Regions from separate parts of the Pan troglodytes genome. Here region 1 is linked to region 2. A link is a contact called in public HiChIP or PLAC-seq data. All regions are on one chromosome and are shown on one strand. The core of a region is the stretch at or near the end of the contact, and the rest is flanking DNA. Distances in the headings are between cores, read along the strand shown. Region 1 holds the start of LETM2 (leucine zipper and EF-hand containing transmembrane protein 2). Region 2 holds the start of BAG4 (BAG cochaperone 4).

What was found. HiChIP or PLAC-seq counts read pairs in DNA pulled down with a chosen protein or histone mark.
Region 1: a contact with region 2 is called in an H3K4me3 HiChIP or PLAC-seq map of stem cell-derived excitatory neurons, with 5 times the contacts expected there. The contact joins the promoter of LETM2 here to the promoter of BAG4 in region 2. A contact is called at or near these places in 5 of 7 Hi-C or Micro-C datasets (blood, induced pluripotent stem cells, a lymphoblastoid cell line and 1 more), 1 of 1 datasets of contacts at active chromatin or transcription factors (stem cell-derived excitatory neurons) and 1 of 1 other capture datasets (stem cell-derived neural stem cells).

Annotation. Positions count from the first base shown.
Region 1 is chr7:46,785,386-46,788,178 of NHGRI_mPanTro3-v2.0_pri, reverse strand. It overlaps LETM2 (leucine zipper and EF-hand containing transmembrane protein 2), which reads right to left and starts at 1,318. Exons shown (of 11, transcript NM_001280524.1): 1 at 1,228-1,318.
Region 2 is chr7:46,576,175-46,578,936 of NHGRI_mPanTro3-v2.0_pri, reverse strand. BAG4 (BAG cochaperone 4) reads right to left here and starts at 1,451. Exons shown (of 5, transcript XM_519710.8): 1 at 927-1,451. The coding sequence starts at 1,451. LSM1 (LSM1 homolog, mRNA degradation associated) reads left to right here and starts at 1,511. Exons shown (of 4, transcript XM_001170479.8): 1 at 1,511-1,790. The coding sequence starts at 1,745.

The DNA.
Region 1 (2,793 bases), core at 69-2,568, 210 kb before region 2:
TTTCGTAGCTCTGGACTTGAGAATGGTACTTTGAGATTCCAACAAACGGTAATGATCTCTAAGATGATGATGCTCATGAAGATGGTACAGTCTTCAGAGACATTTTGATTTCTGGTCAATAGTATCTAGTAATGCAACTTCAATGATTGCCAAGTACTTAAAAGTAGAGCAATACATATCTATCTGTAGCCTTAAAATACAGGTAGAAAGTGAATATTCTGAATTTCTTTTCAGTTAGCATTGTTCTATATTTAGGCAAGTTGTCCCAAACCCTGAAGATTGGACGTACCCACTAATCTAATTTATGTAGCAGTGGATGAAGGTAGACATGCAACCTACTAATCGCTCAAGTGGAAGTAAAACTGTTTCCCTTGCTACTGATTCTCCAGAGCCCAAACTGAGCTTTGAACCTGTAAATAACCTTCACCAAAACCCTTCTCCATCCAGGGGCGCTTTTCTGCTAAGGGCCGCGAGGAACGGCAGAAGAGCTGGCATTCCCAATGGCAGCTTTGCTCTCTTGTGGTTGGGAAAAGAGTTCCAGGAGCTCTCCTGAATAGAAACCTTAGCCACAGAGCTGACATTTTCAACAGGGGCTCGAAACCTGTGGACCCACACTAACGGTGGATGGTGGTTCGCGGGCAGGAGACGACACCTGAGGCGGCGGTTAATCCGCTCGGGCCCGGGCGCTCCCGGGCGGCGGACACCGCTCGCACTCGCACTGGCGCCGCCCCACGCCCGCTGCTCCCGGGCTCCCTCGGCTTTGCCCATCACCACACGGGAGCAAAACGCGCCCTCGGCTTCCTCGCCCGGCGGCTTCGGCGCGCCTGATGTGTGCGCGGCCTGCATGCGGCGGGGTCTGGGGGATATGCTTTGGTTTTCTGGTGCGGAGGTGGGACAGGCACGGGAACGACGACCCTCGTGGATGATCGGGGTTGTTGGAAATGAAGCCGAGGAGAAAGAAGCAGGGCCTAGGATGGAAAAAAGGACGGAGCGCGCTGTGCGGGGAATGGGGAGGAGAGGCCGAGCTTCAGAGTTCGCGCTGTGCTGGGGAACTGGTGGGGATGAGGTCGTGGGCGGAGGAGAGCGCGGTGGGAACTGGAAGCTGTCAGAAGCCTGGATCGTGCTCTGATGAGAGGAGCAGGATGCGGACCGAGCGGGATCCGGAGGAAAAAAAGGCAGCGCGGCCCACCAGGTCGCGGCCTGAGGGCTGGGCCTGCCCACCCCTACCTCCTCGGCCGGGCTCCGCGGAACGGCCGCCTAGGTCCTCCCAGCTCCTTCCCGGGACCCCCAAGCTAGAAGGGCCCGAAGCCAAGTCTCTACGGTTCCGCCTCTTTCCTCGCCCCTGACGTCACTCTGAGTGACGACATCGCCAACCAATAAGCTCTCAAGTTCTGGGGAGGGCAGGCGTCCTTCACCTTAGCAGCCCAGGAAGCCGCAAAGTCGCGTTTCCATCGCCGAAGTGACTTCTTTGTGGGGCTTGGTTTAAGGCGCGTTGGTGCTGGGGGGCCCGAAGGTGACGTTTTTCTGCCAGTCCACACTCCGCAGGCAGTGGCTAACGCCCGAGGAAACCCGTGATTGAAGACTGGATTAAACAGGCTCTTGCCCTGACAGCTTAATATGTCTGATAGTCGCCATGGTAACCATTTCGGAGTCATGAATGACATCACTTTGATGTATTCTCCCTCGGACCCTGCAAATCCGGAACTGCCTGAGGGGCGCTGAGAGGATTTGATGGTGTCGCAGAAAGGGCGGGAATCGGAAGGAGCGCATTCCTCTCCCTTCCTCTCCAGAGGCTGGAATACTGTGAAATCTTCATATGGAAATCTGTATTCTACTAAAAATATTTGCTTTCTCAATGGTCCCTTAACAAGTGTTGTTTGTGATTAATAGTTTGTGTAGAAATCTCAGCATATAAAATGTATGTTATAGTAGCTGTGAAATGACAGACACTGCAGGTTTGAGGGCACTTCAGTTCCTAGGATGGCCAACTGAGCCATCTTGGGAAAATGAAACATCTAGAAATATTCTCATTCCCCAGTTATCTTTTCCCATCCATTTTATCTGGCTCCAGAAGAAAGAGTTAAAAAAATTTTTTTACTTAGGCTGGGCGCCGTGGCTCACGCCTGTGATCCCAGCACTTTGGGAGGCCGAGGCGGGCGGATCACAAGGTCAGGAGACAGAAAACATCTTGGCCAACATGGTGAAACCCTGTCTCTACTAAAAAAAAAAATACAAAAATTAGCCGGGCATGGTGGCGTGCGCCTGTAGTTCCGGCTACTCTGGAGGCTGAGGCAGGAGAATCGCTTGAACCCGGGAGGCAGGGGTTGCAGTGAGTCGAGATCGCGCCACTGCACTCCAGCCTGGGCGGCAAGAGCGAGATTCCACCTCAAAAAAAAAATTTTTTTTTTCTTAGTGGCTCTACTCGACCACCATACAGCAAGGAATCGCTTTCTCACGGCGAATACGTCTCCTGATATGTGAGCTGACCACAGACTTTACTCATCTGGGCTACACATTTTTAAGAATGGAAGATGGCGGTATTAAACGTCAGTAAAAAATGCAGACTGCTTTTAATCCACAAAGGATTTTTCAGCTAATAACCAAATAGATCCACTGTTAAATAGGCAAAACTTTTCAGTTTGGCCACTAGAGGTCTCTTTGTGCATGTCTGATGTTCAACTTTGCACATAAAGGTTTCACTTCACGTTCTGTTTACCAGTATTAAAATCTACAAAGCTTTGGACTCTTTACTTTTCCCTCACTGAAAATTCCTGGTGGTCAAATTTTGAGCTC
Region 2 (2,762 bases), core at 202-2,701:
TTTCTTGGGTATATAGCCAGGAGTGGGCTTGCTGGGTCATAGACTAATTCTAATGCTTACTGTTTTGAGGAACTACCAAACTATTTTCCACCATTTTACATCCCCACCAGCAATGTACGAGAATTTCACTATTACATTTTCAACAAATGAGGATAATTCTTGAACGAACAGAGGTATGCTGCCACCGCAGAACGACAACCCACTACCCAGAAGACTGTATTAACAAAGCAGAAGTATATGTCCGGCAGGAAAACGGAGAATAAAATGTTGCAGGTCCAAGTGTATTAGGCAAGTGAGTTAACCTCGCAGAGCCCCGGTTCCTTATTCGAAAAAAAAAAAAGGGGCCGCTGTAATGCCATTTTACCTTGCAGTCGCCGTGAAAATTAAATCAGTCAATCCGCGTAAAGGTACTTTACAACACTGATTATTCATGATTCGATCTCAGGCAAGGCATTAGGGGCAAACAGCTAAATGCCCAGATCCCTCCTCCTCGCAAAGGTTCCTTCCCCTCGGGAGGGTCCCTGAGCGGCATCGGGGGCTGCAGCCACTTCCCTTCCCCGGGAGAGCCGGCCTGCCAGCCACGCAGGATAAATTGCTAGAGCTGGAGCAGCAGATCCGTGCCACCCCTACCCAGCACCGCTCCCAGGAGAGAGATCTGCAGCCTGCTGCTAAGCTTAGCAAGTCCGCGCAGGATCTTTCTTTTTTAAATGGTAATAAACATATTTTTTGGGGTCGAAGCAGAAAAGGAGGGGCAAAGGGAACACAAGCATGTCCCCCCAACCTCTGATCTTAGTCTCGGTCTCTCCAACACCCCCCGCAACACACCCTCCTCCACATAAGGAAAACAAGTATGAAACCCGATCCTTTACGAACCCCAGCCCCAAGGGCCCTCACCTCCCCGCAAGGACAGAGGGTGCAAAGCTTACCTGGTGGCTTCCTCCGGCTCGACCAGGCTCTGGCCAGGCGCCTCCAGAGGGATAGTAGCCATCGCCTCCTCCGCCTTCTCCCAGCCAGGTGGTCTCCGCCGGGCCGCCCCCGCGCACCCGCCAGGAAATGGGAGGCTGGGGAGGTTCAGGGCGAAGAGGATATAAGGGTGGAGGTGGGTGTACCGGCACATCTCCACCCCCAGGCCCGTAGTAGCGGCCGTAGGACGGACCGTCACTGGGGCCGTAGCCCGAGCGCCTCAGGGCCGACATGGGATCCGCTGCCCTGAAGCGCTTCCCGCCCCCTCCCCACGGCCGACCCATCGCGCAGGCGCCCGCGGGCGATTGCGAATGGAGAGCAGCGAAGGGGGTCGGACGACGCCAGCCAATCCCAGGCCCGGGCCCGCCCCTTCTGCTGCGGAACCCCGAAAGCTGAGGGACGGAGGTCAGTGACTCTGAGGTCTCGGGAACCCGGAGACGAGGGAAGACACCGTGTTCCTTAAGAGGGAGTATACGTTTCCTCGCCATTTATCCAATGGAGATTCCTCTTACCTACTTAACAGGAACAGGGAAAGGGTGTCCCCCAACGGTACGGCTGCCCCGCCTCTTCCTGGGGGCCCGCACGTGTTACAGGAAGTGGGTAAGGGTAATATGGAGGAGCTTCCGGCAGGCCCCGGCGGCTGAAAGCCGGGGCAGAAGTGCTGGTCTCGGTCGGGATTCCGGGCTTGGTCCCACCGAGGCGGCAACTGCGGTAGAAGGGAGGAGGTTTTGGACGCGCTGGCCTCCCGCCGCTGTGCATTGCAGCATTATTTCAGTTCAAAATGAACTATATGCCTGGCACCGCCAGCCTCATCGAGGACATTGACAGTGAGTAGTTTATCTCCTCCCGGTGGAGCCTGGGGTTAGACCCTTCCTCCCGGGCGGGCGCCTCTTCCGAAGAAGCTTGTAGAATGAGTCCCGGGCGGGGCCGGTGTGTTCTGAGCTCAATCCGGGCGTTCCGCGTCGATGTCCTCCACAGCTGCGGTACACACCGCTTGCCCACCCAGTAGCCTGCTGCTACTTCTGCCCCTCGCAGCCTCCGCCAGCCCTCTAGCTGGTGAGCCCCAAGCGATGGAACTCATTCTTGCTTCCGTGGGTCGCGGCAGCAGAGGCCCGAACACGAAAGAAGCCCGGGGAGGGGGGGGGCTTCTCCCCCGTCCACTCCTGCCTGCAGTATTTCGAAGTATCAGCGTGTTACCGGTGGATGGATCGGAATACCTAGAGAGAGGATTCATTAAAAAGCGAAAATATTAAGACAGCGGCAGTTGGACTTAATTGGCAGTAAATGTAGGCGCTCTACGGTGTGGCCATTTGCTGGCTTATTTTACTGTGAGGGTCATTAGCACCTTCAGGTTATTGTAGTAGAGACCACTGTTAGACATGGTATTGACTTTTCTGGAAAGACCAAATCACTTGCAACCTTTTTTTTTTTTTTTTTTTAAGACAATTTACTTTTGCTTTTACTAAGAAGACCTCCCTTATTCCTGGTTTTTGTCCGGAAGAGGAGCTCAGTCCTATACAAAAGCGAAAAGAACCGTCTGCAGTTGTTCTGGCTTTCCTTTTTTCTAAATTCCGTCTGTGCATTATTCCTCAAGCAACATTTTTTATTGTTTTAATCATGTGATCTTTCTCATTAACTTGTTTCAAGATGATTTACACATAGTTTTAAACAAGCTGCAATCGTCTCAGTTACTCTGTGAATACGCAGTTTAGAATCTATGGTTAAAATTTCATTTTACGGGCCTGGCGCGGTGGCTCACGCCTGTAATCCCAGCACTTTGGGGGGCCGAGGCGGGCAGA